2 separate regions of the Mus musculus genome follow, and region 2 is linked to region 1. The links are chromatin contacts, called in public HiChIP or PLAC-seq maps. All regions are on one chromosome and are shown on one strand. The core of a region is the stretch at or near the end of the contact, and the rest is flanking DNA. Distances in the headings are between cores, read along the strand shown. Region 1 holds the start of Eno2 (enolase 2, gamma neuronal). Region 2 has its middle 21 kb from the start of Slc2a3.

What was found. HiChIP or PLAC-seq counts read pairs in DNA pulled down with a chosen protein or histone mark.
Region 2: an H3K27ac HiChIP or PLAC-seq map of embryonic stem cells shows a contact between it and region 1, with 5 times the contacts expected there. The contact joins the enhancer-like site here to the promoter of Eno2 in region 1. A contact is called at or near these places in 4 of 39 promoter capture datasets (cranial neural crest, embryonic stem cells and pre-B cells) and 7 of 115 datasets of contacts at active chromatin or transcription factors (astrocytes, embryonic stem cells, extraembryonic endoderm stem cells and 1 more).

What each region holds. Positions count from the first base shown.
Region 1 is chr6:124,765,518-124,773,170 of GRCm38.p6, forward strand. Eno2 (enolase 2, gamma neuronal) reads right to left here and starts at 4,156. Exons shown (of 12, transcript NM_013509.3): 1 at 3,920-4,156; 2 at 2,721-2,820; 3 at 2,184-2,279; 4 at 2,023-2,081; 5 at 1,516-1,585; 6 at 1,014-1,147; 7 at 588-810. The coding sequence starts at 2,805. It overlaps Lrrc23 (leucine rich repeat containing 23), which reads right to left. Exons shown (of 8, transcript NM_001302555.1): 7 at 5,055-5,358; 8 at 4,352-4,646. The coding sequence ends at 5,085.
Region 2 is chr6:122,760,050-122,767,702 of GRCm38.p6, forward strand. It overlaps a transcript of Slc2a3 not described here. Among named protein-coding and RNA genes, the nearest start is that of Slc2a3, 21 kb to the left of the region's middle. RefSeq lists an enhancer at 3,980-6,842. Within about 2 kb of position 4,457, at least 236 of the 459 cell types and tissues checked have an H3K27ac peak or open chromatin away from gene starts, as enhancers often do. A contact at or near this core is called in embryonic stem cells, extraembryonic endoderm stem cells and pancreatic cancer cells, where this site is marked.

The DNA.
Region 1 (7,653 bases), core at 2,906-5,405:
GTTTGTTTGTTTTCAATACAGCTTTCACTGTGTAGCCCTGGCTGTCCTGGAACTCACTCTGTAGACCAGGCTGGTCTTGAACTCAGAGATTCTTCTGCCTCTGCCTCCCACATGCTGGGATTAAAGGCATGCGCCACCACTGCCTGGCTAGTACCTTGGCTTTTAACCACTACCTTTATAGTTCTGGTTCTCCTGCAGCACAGGAAATATAGGAATCCTTGATACCCAAGGGGCTGGGAAGGGGATGGTACCAATATGGAATTACCTCCCTGGAGCATGGTGTACGTCATCTAATGAAGACCGTGGCATTAAAGGATGAAATGGGCTTTACCCAGACCACTTACCAATATTCTCAGCCGTCCAGTGAGGACCTATGCTAACTAACAGGTTTGGATGGGCAGGTAACAGACCGAGCTCCAAGGTCTATGAGTGAAATTGGAAGGCCTGGGAACCCACCCTAGGGAATGCTTGCTACCTCTTAAGATTTTCAGTGGCTCAAGGACCTCCCACCAGTACCCTGCAGGACCCGCCAGTGCCAGCTTTCCCATCGTGAGACTCAGAGCTGGAGGAAGGGCTCTGGGCCTCACCTTCGCTGTTCTCCAGGATATTGGGGGCAAAGCCGCCTTCATCCCCCACGTTAGTGGCATCCTTGCCATACTTGTCCTTGATGACCCCCTTGAGGGTGTGGTACACCTCTGCCCCAAGTCGCATGGCATCCCGAAAGCTCTCAGCACCCACTGGGAGGATCATGAACTCCTGCATGGCCAACTTGTTCCCAGCATGAGAGCCACCATTGATCACATTAAAGGCCTGGGGAGTCACAGAGTTACAGGAGAGTCAGAGCCTTTTCCTCCTGCCCCTGAGAATGCCAACCTGAGATGCGCAGGTGCCAGGCTCAGGTCTCAAGTTCCCATCCTTTCACCTTAGCTGCCTGTTCACCTTCCTCCCTCATCCCTCACCTGGTTGCATGCTCCCTCCTCCCCTGGGAGAGGCTGGGCAAGTACAGTGCTCACCGGCACAGGCAGGATGAGGTCGGAGTTCCCAGCTAGCTGAGCAATGTGGCGATAGAGGGGCAAGTCCCTCTCAGCTGCCCCAGCCTTACACACGGCCAGGGACACACCCAGGATGGCATTGGCCCCAAACTTGGCTGGGAGGCACAGAGGAAGGCACTGAGTAAAAATGTCCACCTCTCTTGTAGCCCCTGCCTCCACCTAGGAGACCTCCCACTCCCGCCCCCCAACAGCAATTCATTTTCTACTACTAATGTTGGGGGTTGGGGACAGAGGTGACAAGAAAGGGAAGGCCTCGCCTCTTCCTAAACATCCCTTAGACTACCTCATGCCAACTCCTGTCTTCAAGCTTTGAGAAGTTCTTCCTTCTGTCTAATGTCACCCCCTCCCACTGCCGTGCGGCTTTGGGTGAGGGAGGAGGGGAGTCTCTGACAGTCTAAGTGTCCCCAGCATGGCTCCTCAGTCCTCCTGCTTACCTATCCCTCCCCGCCCAGCCCCTGCTTACATTTATTCTCAGTCCCATCCAGTTCCAACATCAGGTTGTCCAGTTTCTCCTGCTCCACCACGGAGATACCCTGAGGGCAGAGCCAAGATGGGAGATGAACCCAAAGGCAGAGGGTCCCCTATTCACATAGCCTCATGTCTGAGCAGGGGACCACCAGATCCCTGCCCTGTCAGCTTTTGGAATCTTGAGTTCGTGCGGGGGAGTTGGGGGCAGTAAGCAGTATTTTTCCCACCCTTGCAGTGTAAAAACAATTCCTAAAGAGTGGGGGGTTGGGGTTGGGGATTTAACTCAGTGGTAGAGCACAAGGCCCTGGGTTTCGTCCTCAGCTCTGAAAAAAAAAAAAAGGAATGGGGGGTGGGGTTTGGGGGGATTGTGGGTTGTTGGTTTTTGCTTGCTTGTTTGTTTGTTTTGCCTCCCCTTGTCCATCCCTGGATCCAAGATTTCTCCTAGGATTCTGTCGTAGCAGCCACCACCCCCACCCCCCACCCCCAAAAGAGCGGGCCTCACTGAGCTGATGAGGGCTGGTGCAATCCTGCTGTTGATGTGGTCCACTGCCTTCAGGACACCTAGAGAAAGGAAAAGGGGGCTGGTCAAGCCAGGAGGAGGGGGTGGAGAGTGAGGAGGGACAGGGGACTGGGGCATGTTAGGAGAGGAGAGCAGTTCATCACCTTTGCCTAAGTAACGCTGTTTGTCCCCATCCCTTAGTTCCAGGGCCTCATAGATGCCGGTGGAGGCTCCACTGGGGACTGCAGCCCGGAAAAGACCTGGAAGAAGACATGCCGTGAGGAAGGAGGGAGGACCCTTTGGGGCCTAGGATTCTCTGAGCCTTCTAGTCTAAACTCTTGCCTGCCACATCCACAAGGTTCCCTGACACTACACACAGATACATGCACTCTCACAGACACCGTGCCATCTGCACGAGCCGGGCCACCTTGTCCGCCCAACTGAGGCCTCATAAGCACAAGTGGGAGGCCTCAGAAACAGGGCTATGCTAGGCAGAGCATGCGTGCTCCTGTGCTCACACTGGCAGGGCCTTTCTCACGCTGAACTAGAACATAGACTCACCGAGCCTGAATCCACGAGCCAAGGAAGATCAGACTCCACAATCCAGCCTTGGGAACCTGGCCTAGCACCCCACAGCCCCTGGATTTGACCCAGCATAGGGGGAAGTAGGAGCTAAGGACAGTCCATGCTCTGCCCATCACCTTTGGCAGTATAGAGATCCACCTCCACGGTGGGATTCCCACGGGAGTCCAAGATCTCTCGGGCCCAAATCTTCTCTATAGACATGATGGCTGGGATCTCCTTGGGTGGAAGTGGAGGAAGGAGAAAGATAAGAGGCTTAGAAGGGTGGAGCCTGAGGCCAGTGGGAGGGGCCAGAGGCTGGGAGGGCTGGCAAAGAGGTTACTGCAGTGGGTAGGGGGTGGGGAGGAGCGGGCTGCAATCAGGCACTGTAGAAGGGGTTCTCCCTTCCCCGTGGAGAGAGGAGAAGGTCAATGCAGTGAGGAAGGGGAGGTCACTGCAGTAGGGGCGGAGTACATCTCATGACAAGATGGGAGAACACCGCAGTGATGAGGGGAGGGGCAAGCAGCGATTTCTTCGCCCCTCAGCAGCTTCACCGACCAGTGGGGTTCCCCTAGACTTCCCCAGGCGGGATGGCTGCCAGACTGGCATTTTTTCCCTTGGATCTTGGAACAGAAAGAAGAGGGGTTGTCTGGGCAGGTGGATCCCCAACTTGACAGCCCATATACACAAGGTCTAGAAAACACTCCGGGGTCGTCACCTCTCTCCCAAACACGAGTTCCTCATTTCAAGAGGAGTCTGGGGACAGCGTCCTGGGACCAGGCCTCCAGTCCCTAGAGGCTACGGTGGGGAATGATGAGGTAGACCCATCGCTTTTCTACCCCCGGACAAATTCCCCACTCCTCCTATCCCTCCCCCAAACATCGGAGAAAATGAAATGTCAGAGAGAGGGGAAGAGAAGGAGGGACCAAAGGACGAGTCTAGAGCAAGTCTGAGGCAGTCAAGGAAGGGTGAGAGGGTATCTTCGCAAACGCAAAAGAAAAAAAGGACGTGCCAGGATAACAACCATCTCCTGTGGAGACATCGAACTTAGGAAACAAATCGGCAGGACCCTAGACGAATACCGGCGCGGGGAGAGGGGCAGGCGAGGGTGGAACCGTGCAGTTAGAGAAGCGGATGCAGAAAGCTGGTACCTAAACCAGGAGGAGGTGACAGCCAGAAAGCCGGGAGCTGTCCGGGAAGGCCAGAGATGGAGGGTGCCAGGGAAGGCAGGTGACAGTCAGGTATGCAGCGTCACCCGCCCGGGTCGCTAAGCCCAGGACAACGGGGAGTGGAGGCGGCAAGGAGCGAGTAAGGGGATGCGGCCCGATACGGGCCTCACCTCGAGGACTGCAGACTCAGTCGGTGGCGTTGGCGGCGGTGGCGGTGGCAGTGGCGGTGGTGACGGCGGCGGCGCAGAGAGAGCAGGAGTGGCGGTGGCTGCGGCTCCCAGCGCGGGCGGGGGGTGGGCAGGGGGCGGCGCCTATAGAGCCGGGAGGGCGCATGTGACCCGGGGGCCCCGATGAGTCAAGAGCTGCAGGCGGAGACGCATGTACGAGCGCGGGTGGTGGTGGGGAACGGAACGGGTGGGGGAAGGGCTGGGGCGATCCAGGACCAGGCTGGCAACCCCTTAAGCACACGGATGCTCATAACCCATGTCCAGCCAACTCGAGGGAAACAGGCGTCGCCTCATTCCAGTACTGCGGCAGGTACTAACCCAGACGGGTGGAAAAGCCCACCCACAGGGGTTCAGGAACTCGGTCACACACAAAAATATAAAAAAATGCCTTTTTATTTGAAACCTCAACTGGCCCATCACAGCTCACTTCCTCAGCGCCTCTCTATAGACAACACCTACTAGCATCCTAGTTTTACCCCCGACCTGTGCTTAGGAGTTCAGGCCCACAGAACAAGCCACACAGACAGATGACTGCCAAGGAGCCTTGGGATGTGATGGATTTCCAGTCTGGGACAAAAAGGAGCATCTCCCACTTCCTGTGACGGGGCTATGAATGTGGTGGTCCCCCACTGGAGTCTTATCAGTTCTTGGGGCCAGTGTCCATGGCTTCCTGGAAAGAGAGAAGAGAAATAAATCAATCGTGTGCCCCAGGCCTCTCAGTCTCTGCCTCACTCTGCCCTCCTTTCGCCTCCCCACCCTGGTGTCCTGTTATTTTTAGCTTCAGATTTTGAGTGCAGGATCTTTTCCCTGGCCCAGCTACATCCTCCACGCACCACCGGCCACCTCTTTCCCTCCTGAGCTCCTTCCCACCAGTCGTCTCTACCAGCTATACAGCGGTCTTCACCCCACCCCCACCCCCAATTAGTTCTTCTCTCTACTGTGGTCTCCTGCGTGTCTTATCACTTTCTGGGCCCCTCTCATCTTTCCTTCATATCTAAGCTATCTCCAGCCCCTAACTCTGGCCTCTCGTCCCGTGTGCCCAGCCTTTGACCTCCTGGGGCTGTCTTCCTGGCATCACCTTTACTGTCCCTGCAGGCTGGAAGAGCCACTAAACTGGTGGCAAGTACGGTTCCATGTCCTGGTCCGGATCGAGATCTTGATCCTGTTCCTCCTTCAGCCTCTGACGGATCTCCTCGGCCTCTGCCCGGTCATCATCCTCATAGAATTCTTTGTCCAGGCGCTCAAGGTGCGCCATCTGCACCAGGGCCTCCTGGCGGTAGTCGGTCTCATCCGCACATGGGTTGTCCAGCAGCACCAGGGCTCGAAGTTTGGGCAGGTCCCGCAGTTTGGCCAGCTCTGCCAGATCACTAATCATATTGCTCCTGTGGATGGGGTTGGGGAGGGGTTAACTCTCAGGAAAATGGGCTTTGATTGTCAGCTAGGAATTGGGCTGCCTTTGTAAGAGGAAGCAACTCTGGGCTCCCCGAAAGCAATGATGGTTGAGGACCGGTAGCAATGATGGTTGAAGAGGACTTGGCTGGATGCATTTCCCTAATCCCTATGCTTCACAGAATCCCTAAATGCCATGTGATGTGTCATCTTTGGGGCCTAGCAGTGGTGGCATATACCTTTAATCCCAGCACTTGGGAGGCAGAGGCAGGTGGATTGCTGAGTTCGAGGCCAGCCTGGGCTACAGAGTGAGTTCCAGGACAGCCAGGGCTACACAGAGAAACCCTGTCTCGAAAAACAAACCAAAACAAAAAAGTTGGAGCAGCAAAGCTAGGCCTCATCCCAGCTTGTATTCGGAGAAGAGGGGCAGATGTCCCTTGTGGGAGCAAACATTTTGTGTCAGGGGTTGGAAGGATCAGGTGAGCAGAGGAGGAGCCGGGGCCCAAGAGTGGGGTGCTATGGGGTGGGGGCGCTTCCTTGGGGAAGGAACGGAGAGCTAGGGATGGATTGGGCCTCCCAGCTTGAGTAAAAAGTCTTCTAATGTACTTCTTTCTAGAACTCTGCATTGGGATGGCCGTGTTCCTGCTTTCAAGCATTTATGAATCCACTCCTAAGCATCCCAGACTGATCTTCATAGATGCTCTGGGCCACTTTGAGCTCTGCTGGCATTTTGTTAGGCTCACTGATCAAGTACGTATTTCGCATGCACAAGGCCCTAGGTTTGATGGATAGAACCACAGAAAACAATTAAAGAATTGTCCATCAGAAACAGGAGCTTAGAGAAAACTCCCTCCGGTCCTGTGTGTGTGTGTGTGTGTGTGTGTGTGTGTGTGTGTGTGTGTGTGTGTGTGTGTGTGTGTGCACGTGTGCGTGCGCGCGAGAGTGTGTGTAGGAGGGGGTGACAGATGACAGAGTCTGACTCTGCAGCCCAGGTTGGCCTCAAACTCACAGAGATCCTCCTGCTTCAGCCTCCTGACTGCTGGAATTACAGGCATGAGCCACCACATCTGGTTCTTTCTGTGGCTGTTACTGTTTATTTGTTGTTGATGTTGACAGAGTCTCACTATGTATCCCTGGTTGATACAGACCTGCTCACTATATGGATCTGCCCCTCCCCGCCTCAAACTTGCAACAATCCTGCCTTTAACTCCCAAATCCTAGGATTATGGGCATGTGCTACCACACCCAGACTTGAAGTTTATTTCTTCCTTCCTTCCTTCTTTTTCTTTCTCTCTTTCTTTCTTTTCTTTTTCTCTTTCTTTTCTTTTCTTTTCTTTTCTTTTTTTTTTTTTTTTCTTGAGACAGGGTTTCTCTGTGTAGCCCTGGCTGTCCTGGAACTCATTCTGTAGACCAGGCTGGCCTCAAACTCAGAAATTCACCTGCCTCCCAAGTGCTGGGCTTAAAGGCGTGCACCACCACGCCCAGCCTTTTTATTATTATTATTATTAGATATTTTCTTTATTTACATTTCAAATGTTATCCCCTTTCCTAGTTTCCTCTCCAAAAATTCCATCCCCTCTCCTCTCCCCTTGCTCTCCAAAACACCCACTCCTGCTTCCTGGTGCTGGCATTCCCCTATACTGGGGCATAGAGCCTTCACAGGACCAAGGGCCTCTCCTCTACTACATATGCAGCTACAGCCATGAGTCCCACCGTGTGTTTTCTTTGATTGGTGGTTTAGTCCCAGGGAGCTCCGGGGGTACTGGTTAGTTCATATTGTTGTTCCTCCTGTGGGACTGCAAACTCCTTCAGCTCCTTGGGTACTTTCTCTAGCTCCTTCATTGGGGACCCTATGCTCTGTCCTCTTTCTTTCTTTTTCCAAGACAGGCTTCCACTATGTAGCCCTGACTGTCCTGATAATCACTCTGTAGACCATGCTGGCCTTGAACTCAGAGATCTGCCTCTGCCTCCTGCCTCTGCCTCCTCTGCCTCTCCTCTGTCTCCTCTGCCTCTCCTCTGTCTCCTCTGCCTCCTCTGCCTCTCCTCTGTCTCCTCTGCCCCTCTCTGCCTCTCTGCCCCTCTGCCCCTCTGCCTCTCTGCCTCTGCCTCTGCCTCTCTGCCCCTCTGCCTCTGCCTCTCTGCCTCTCTGCCTCTGCCTCTGCCTCTCTGCCCCTCTGCCTCTCTGCCCCTCTGCCTCTCTGCCCCTCTGCCTCTCTGCCTCTCTGCCTCTCTGCCTCTCTGCCTCTCTGCCTCTCTGCCTCTCTGCCTCTCTGCCTCTCTGCCTCTGC
Region 2 (7,653 bases), core at 3,207-5,706, 2.0 Mb before region 1:
ACATATGTTAACTCCAACTTCAGGGATCCAAAGGCCCTGGTGTCCTCCAACAATTCACCTCACCTATACACACAGAAAAATAACTCTTTAGCCAGGCACAGTGATGTAACCCTTTAATCCCAGCATTTGGGAGAAGGCAGGTGGATTTCTGAGTTCAAGGCCAGTTTGGTCTGCATAGTAAATTCAGGGATAATCAGAGTTACATATGAGAGACCCTGTCTCAAAAAAACCAAACAAATTTCTTAAAATAATAATAATAATAGTAACTGGGCTGGTGAGATGGCTCAGCAGTTAAGAGCACTGACTCACTGACTGCTCTTCCAAAGGTCCTGAGTTCAAATCCCAGCAACCACATGGTGGCTCACAACCATCCGTAACAAGATCTGATGTCCTCTTCTGGAGTGTCTGTAGACAGTTACAGTGTACTTACATATAATAATAAATAAATAAATCTTTAAAAAATAATAATAGTAACTAATAATAAGCAGTAGCAGCAGCAGCAGCACATAGGAACAAGTCAGCTTGAAAGGATTTAGAATTTTATCTCAGTCGTTCGAGTGAGTACTATTTTATCTCAGTGAGTGAGTACTATTTTAGTGTTCTCCTTTGGCTGCTCAGTAGGGTGAGCTGTGAAGCAGCAGGGGCAAGCTTCTCTTAAGCTAAATGACTGTGTTTTTCTCACCAAAACCTTCCACAACGTATGCATTGTGCATTGAACAAGTTTGATTTGGGCATGGTGGCACATGCCTTTAATCTAGCAGAGGAAGTCTTATCTCTCTATAATTCAGAGACAACGTGATCTACATAGTAAGTTCCAGGCCAGCCAAGACTCCAAAGTGAGAGTTTGCTTCAAAAACCAAACAAACACAAAACCCTCCCCCAATTTTTTTTTTGTAGATTGTGTGCCATATAATACGGCAGCCACGGTGCTAGGAATCACTGTCTGATCTCATGCATTCCTACTGAAGATACTCTTACAAGTGCCATGAACTTTGTGTTGCAGATCAGACTGTTTAATGGATACATCTTTCTCACAAGTGACCCAAGCCTCCAATGGAACCAGCCAGTTACAGAAATATTTGGAGGAGGCGGGCTCAGAAACCAAAGTATCTCTTCTCTCTTCCCAGCAAGCTAAGCCCCGCCTGCTGACGTCTCACTTTCTTTTTGGGGGGTGGGCTGCGTAATGCAGACGTGCGAAGAGGACCGTTCAGCTGGTCCTCTGAATCTCCGGAGCGACCTGCTACATCACTCAGTCCTGTCTCTCCCTTATTCTACTCCCCTCCTGTGGAATTTGTTTTCTTGTTATGTTGCCGAGAGATGCAACCATCAGCTCCCGGTTGTCCTGGTTTTCTTCATCCTGTTTCTCTGACTTTTTTTTTTTTTTTTTTTGACACAAATCTGCAAAATCTCATGGGTGTGTAACAAGATATCCTGAGCATTTAATGGAATGGTTTATATGCAGACTTATAGAATGACTGTGGAATGATTTTGGAAATGTGTGTAAAAAGAAATGTGTGTAATAGTCCCTGCCTTTTGGTGGATCCTACAATTCTTTTTTTGTTGTTGTTGTTTGTTTTTGTTTTTTTCGAGACAGGGTTTCTCTGTTTAGCCCTGGCTGTCCTACAATTCTTTAAATGTTCAAATGCAGAAAAATTCTTTTGCCTACAAGCACATTTTAAATTAGCTTTCAGGTATGGTTGTTGTTTTTTTGTTTTTGTTTTTCTCCCTAGTAATGGGCTTGAAAAAGCAGGGTCTTGAACATAACTGGGGAATCTCCCACAGCAAGGTATCTCCTAAGATCTTTTTTCATTGATGTTTTTGTGCGTGTTTGAGACAGGGTCTCATGTAACCCTGGCTAGCCTGGAACCCCCAGAGATCCACAGGACCAACACCACCCTGACCAACCTTTTTTAATTTTTAATTTTTTTTAAGACAAGGTCTCAAGTAGTTCAGGATGACCTTGAACTCACTATGTAGCCAAGGCTACCCCAGGCTCATGACAACATTGTAATTCTCCCAGCTCAGCCTCCTGAAAGCTGGGATTACAGAAGTGCATCACCAGGCCAGACTTCCTATTGTCATTTATTTTTGAAATGGGGTCCCACTGTGTTCCTTAGGCAGGTTTTGAACTGCTATTCTGCCTAAGTCTCCTCATAGCTGGGATTACAGGCCAGCTGGAGGATAACTTTTAAATCTAATGTTATCACAATTATACCTAAGTGGCTGCTTCAATCTAGTTTTTCCTTGTTAGTGTTTTTATTGAGACAGGTCTGGAATCATTTAGACCAGGCTGGCCTCGAACTTGTAGATCTGCCTGTCTCTGCCTCCCAAGCGCAGGGATTAAAGATTTGAGCACCAGTGTTTTCTTTACAAAGTTCATAGGAAAGAAATGGTCTATTAAATCCCATGCCCTGACCAATGGCTCTCTATTTAGACCTTACCTTGATACTTTCTGGTCAACACCCTTTCATATGAAGGCTTGTTGTGTTTGTTTGTTTTTAATAAGGTTCTCATATTGCCCAGAGTGGCCTAGAACTAGACAAGTAGTTAAGGACGGCCTTGAACTCCTTTCTGATCCTCCTAGTTCTACCTCCCTGGCAAGGGGATTACAGGCATGAGCACCACACCCAGTTTAATGAGTTCTATTTACTAACAGACAACAACACATCACAGCAGGAGAGACCTGTTTTAGCTAGGGTTGTTTGTGCTGTAATAAAACACCAGGACCAAGCCGGGAGTGGTGGCACACGCCTTTAATCCCAGAGGCAGGTGGATTTCTGAGTTTGAGGCCAGCCTGGTCTACAAAGTGAGTTCCAGGACAGGGAGGGTTATACAGAGAAACCCTGTCTCGAAAAGCCAAAACAAAACCCAACAAACAAACAAACAAACAACAAAAAAACCCAAAAACACCAGGACCAGAGCACATGGAGAAAAGAGGTCTCTGTGGCCCATTTCCACCTCAGCGCTGAAGTCACATTTGAACACTCGTAGTTATCAGCTATCCAGGTCTCTCTCACCGTGACATTATCTGTGTATATAACGTAGTTTGGTCATGCTCACTCACTATTACCCTCTCTAGACCCCTCCCACTCCCACAGGAAGCATCTTCCAAGGCTAGGGATCTGGAGGCTGCAGATAAACAGCTGATACCGAGTTCCAGGAAAGGAGCCACCCCCCTGGTACTCAGTGAGGGCCCTATTCCCAGGCTGTTTGGAGAGCCTCTCAGGTCAGAGGAGATGGAGAGGCCACAGAGAGAGGCCAGTGAGGCAACAAGGCTCTTGGGACACTGTGGTCCACAAACCCTAAAACACTTACATAATCTGACCCTTTGCAGTAAAAGTTACCAACTCCCGAGTTTTACTGTAGATGAGGCAAATGAAATGGGACCTTAAAGCTGTGAGATCACAGTCATTGGCTGGGATCAGAAGAAGGAAGGAGGCACTGTCTGTGGTAGCAGAGGCTGGAGACAAAGAACATGCCTCTGAGCGGGGAAACTCTGAGGACTTCCTGTGAATGAAAAAATGGTCCAGCCAAGACTGACAACCGACCGTACTCAACAGGAAAGTCTTTCTCAGTCTCAGTCTCTCTCTCAATATCTTTCATTTCATGTAACAGGAATCCACGGGAGTGCCACCGTGAGAGTGCCCTACTTAAGGGCACTGGGCCTAGAGGCTGGTTTTCCAGGTTCCCCCGGGGCCTGCAGGCAGCTTTAGATTTTACTGGAGAGTAAGCACTGAGAGGAAGTCACTTTGAGTATACTGCTGTCATCCATGTCATTAGTGAGGGAAAAACTGGGACTGGAGGAGAGGTGGCTGAAGATTAGTTGATGAATTGTCCTTAGGTTTTCTTTACACCCACCTTAGTCATTTTTTGTGAACACCTCCTTCCCCCCGCGCGCGCGCTTAAAAGGTAGCAAACAGTCTGCATAGACCCAACCAAAGACCAATGTAGGGAGATAACTGTTGAGCATGGGCCAAGGCCAACAGACTCAGCAGGGAGTTCCTCATTTTCTCATGGGTAATATTCCCTTTTCAGGCTGGAGAAGTGAGGGTCAGAGACTGAAGCACTTAGGTTAAACATCCCAGCTCAAGATGTGTTTAAAGGATAACATGCTTAGATTTTCTAATGCCAATTTACAACACATCAGATTATGTCCCGCGACTGGTGTTATGAAGAACATGTCTATCCAAAGTCCTAAAATGTCATTAAGGGTTAAATGCATGCAAGCAGCGTTCACGTGCTTCCTTGGTTTGGGGCACAGAGAAAGGTAGAGTACGGCGGATGTTAGGACGGCGAGGCAGGCACCAGAAAGCCCTTATTTCTACTTTCTTCTGCTTATTTCGACCCCGACGCACGCCTAAATAGCAAGTAGCACAAAATGTATAGCCCTAATGTGCAGGGCTGTTCTTTTCCGTCGGTCGTCGATCGTGCCACAGTGGCGCAGTTCGCTGCGGATGGTGCAGGGTGACCCAACGCTCTGCGCATGCTCACACACATCTGATCCTTCCCAGGCCCACCCTTTCCTTCTTCCTGGTGGTCTGCAGCCCACCCTACCTTTTACTTCTAAATTCACCCTCCGCCTTTCCCAGTCCGTTTCTTTCTTTTTAATACCCCCACCCCCGCCTCCTCCCGACAAGTCAACCAAAAACGTCAAGGGAACGTGAGGACCAAGGGAAGGAGCGGAACACTGCAGGATGCGCGAATGAGTCAGCGAGCTGGGGAGGCAGATCCAAGCGACTCAGGGACCGCGGGGGCTGCCGGGCGCCGTGCCAATACGCACGTCCCTTCTGCCGGGCGGGGTCGGCCAGCGCCCACCGGATGGGGCTGAGAAAGTGCAGTTGTCAGGAATCCGAGGCATCTCTGTGGAGCAGCAGGTTACGCCAGAGTCTGCCTCGAGGGCGAGGGCGAATGCCCCACCTGCGCCCGGCAGTCTCCCCACCTGTCCATCTATTTTGCCGCAGGCCATTCGGCTTCGTCGTGCAGCACACCAGGTCGCTCACGTTTCCCACGCTGCCTGCTTCTTTTTATTTCAGTCAGCTTTACATATACTACGCGTGCAAAAGCGTTCACCCATTCCAGCTGTTCGGGTAGATGACTAATTTTTGATGCCTGCAGTCTCCTGTCTCCGTGCCACCCCACTGCAATCATCAGAGTGCAAATTTACTCTTAGAACATTCTCCTGCAGCATGCTCTCACTGAGGTTACCCGGTCATTGTTCGGTGGCATTCGAGCGACTGTAGGCTTTTGTAACGGACCCAGCAGGAGGAGATAATCTGGGAGAGACACCAGCTCCTCCCCTTAGCTATCAACCTATTCAAACAATGGACCAAAGAATTAAAATTTCCCCAGGACTCCCAAGCGTTTGAGGGTGGAGGTGGGGTGCAGATCCCCTGGTGAGGAGGGTTAAGGGACGGTGGTGGGGGTGGGGTGGGGGTTAGGACGGGGCACTTTGCCTACCGGGAAAGATTTCACAGGGATCTGACAACTTTATCATACCCTTATTTCCTGGCCTTTGTTTCATCACTTCTGTAAAATTTACACCTGTTACAGAAATGGCGGAGAAAAACTAGGCATCATTCTCTGTTTTGGACAAGTCGTACATAAATCCAATTTTCCTTCAATTTTGCTTCCTTATATCTTTTAAAATGTATCAGGAAGCTGGTCGGATTGACACAAACATTTAATCCCAGCACTCTGGAGAAGAGGCAGGAGGATCAGTGAGTTAGAGGTCAACTAGGTCTATGTGGTGAATTGCAGGATATCCAAAGCTACATCTTGAGACCCTGCCTTGAAAAATTAGAACAAGGAAAAAAAGAACCAGGTTTAAGATGTAAATGTCTTCCTGTGACATTTTTCTCAGTTACTTTTTCATATATTAGCAGATAGGAGGTATTTCTTATGGACCGTACACAGTTAAAATGGGGAACGAGTTAAACTTATTTTTCATCTCTGCGCAGTATTTGGATGCTCCCCCCCCCCAGCCCCCACCAAGACAACTGGATTCACTGACTAATCCTTTCTGAGAGGTAATTGTTTTCTCTCTCTCTCTCTCTCTCTCTCTTTCTTTCTTTCTCTTTTTCTTTTTTCCTTCCTGAGGAAAGCTGCAGGGAAAAGAAGCACTTAAAGACTCAATTGCAGCTGAGTAGAAAGCCAGGTGGGACTGAAAGGAATTTTCCGAAGAATTGGGGGGTGGGGGTGGGGCACAGACATTAAAGGCTCTGTTTTAAAAACCAGGCACTCCAAGTCTCATGGTGTGGTTGTAAAAGCGACTGGAAGGCTGCCTTTGGGCAGACAGGATGTGAATTCCTGCAATAGACTCATAAAAGAAAATGTAAACTCGGACCATTGAGCCTAATGAAAGATGGGAGCTGAGAACAGTAGATTTGTCCTCCCACAGAGGGTGTGGTGTGTGTCTGGTGTGGTGTGTCTGGTGTGTGTGTGTGTGTGTGTGTGTGTGTGTGTGTGTGTGTGTGTGTGTGTGTTTAGGAAAAACAATCTAAGAGAAGGACACAAAGATGACTCGTAGGAAGGGCATTTCAAGATTTGCCTATCAACACCTGGGAAGCAGAGACAGGAGTGTTCAAAGCTGTAGGTTCAAGGTCAGCCTGGTCTGCACGTGAGTATCAGGCAGGGCAGCCATAGTTTTACAGTAAGACAGACAGACAGAGAGGAGGACAACAACATGCTACCCTTGTTGCAATGTTGTTGCAAAGCACCAGGCCCTTTTCCTGAACCTGTGACAAAGGGTTTTTACTTCCTCTTGCTGACCCATTACTCAACAGGTGGAGATAGCTCAACACCTTTCTAAGGAGGGACAGTTACAGCCTCTCCTTAGAAGGCCAGTCACAGAAGTCCTTTTTTTTTTATTGGTTATTTTATTTATTTACATTTCTTTTTTTTTTTAAGATTTATTTATTTATTATATGTAAGTACACTGTAGCTGTCTTCAGACACACCAGAAGAGGGCATCAGATCTCATTACGGGTGGTTGTGAGCCACCATGTGGTTGCTGGGATTTGAACTCCTGACCTTCAGAAGAGCAGTCGGGTGCTCTTACCCACTGAGCCATCTCACCAGCCCTTATTTACATTTCAAATGTTATCCCCCTTCCAGGTTCTCCCCAGCAAATCCCCATTCCTCCCACCCCCACCCCCAGAAGTCTTTAATAGTCCTGGAGCTGTTCTGTTGGAATAAAACTTTCAGGACAGGTACTTTGCTGGTGGTTACTGAACTACACATGCACCGATGGAGGTAAATATGCACTATTGCAAGTTGTACAGCTGGATGGATGGATCAAGACATGGATTCTAGAACATTGCAACACCCCACCTCCCCTTCCTGTGCCAGGTCCAGACTATAGTTTATCGATCCTAGCATCCTACTCATGGATATACCTAAGTGTATTCATTCTTCCATAGACATACACATTATTATCATTATTATTGATCTGTGCAGTACTGGGAATTGAACACAGAGACGTGTATGCTGTGTAAGCACATTAGGGAGTGATCCTCTCAGCCTCCAGGGTAGACACTGCTGGGCCTTTTGAACAACATATATATTTTCTGGTCACCTGTAAAATGTTTTCTCCTTAAGTAAGATCGCTAAATTGCTCCCCCCCCCCCCCCCCCCAGACAGGGTTTCTCTATGCAG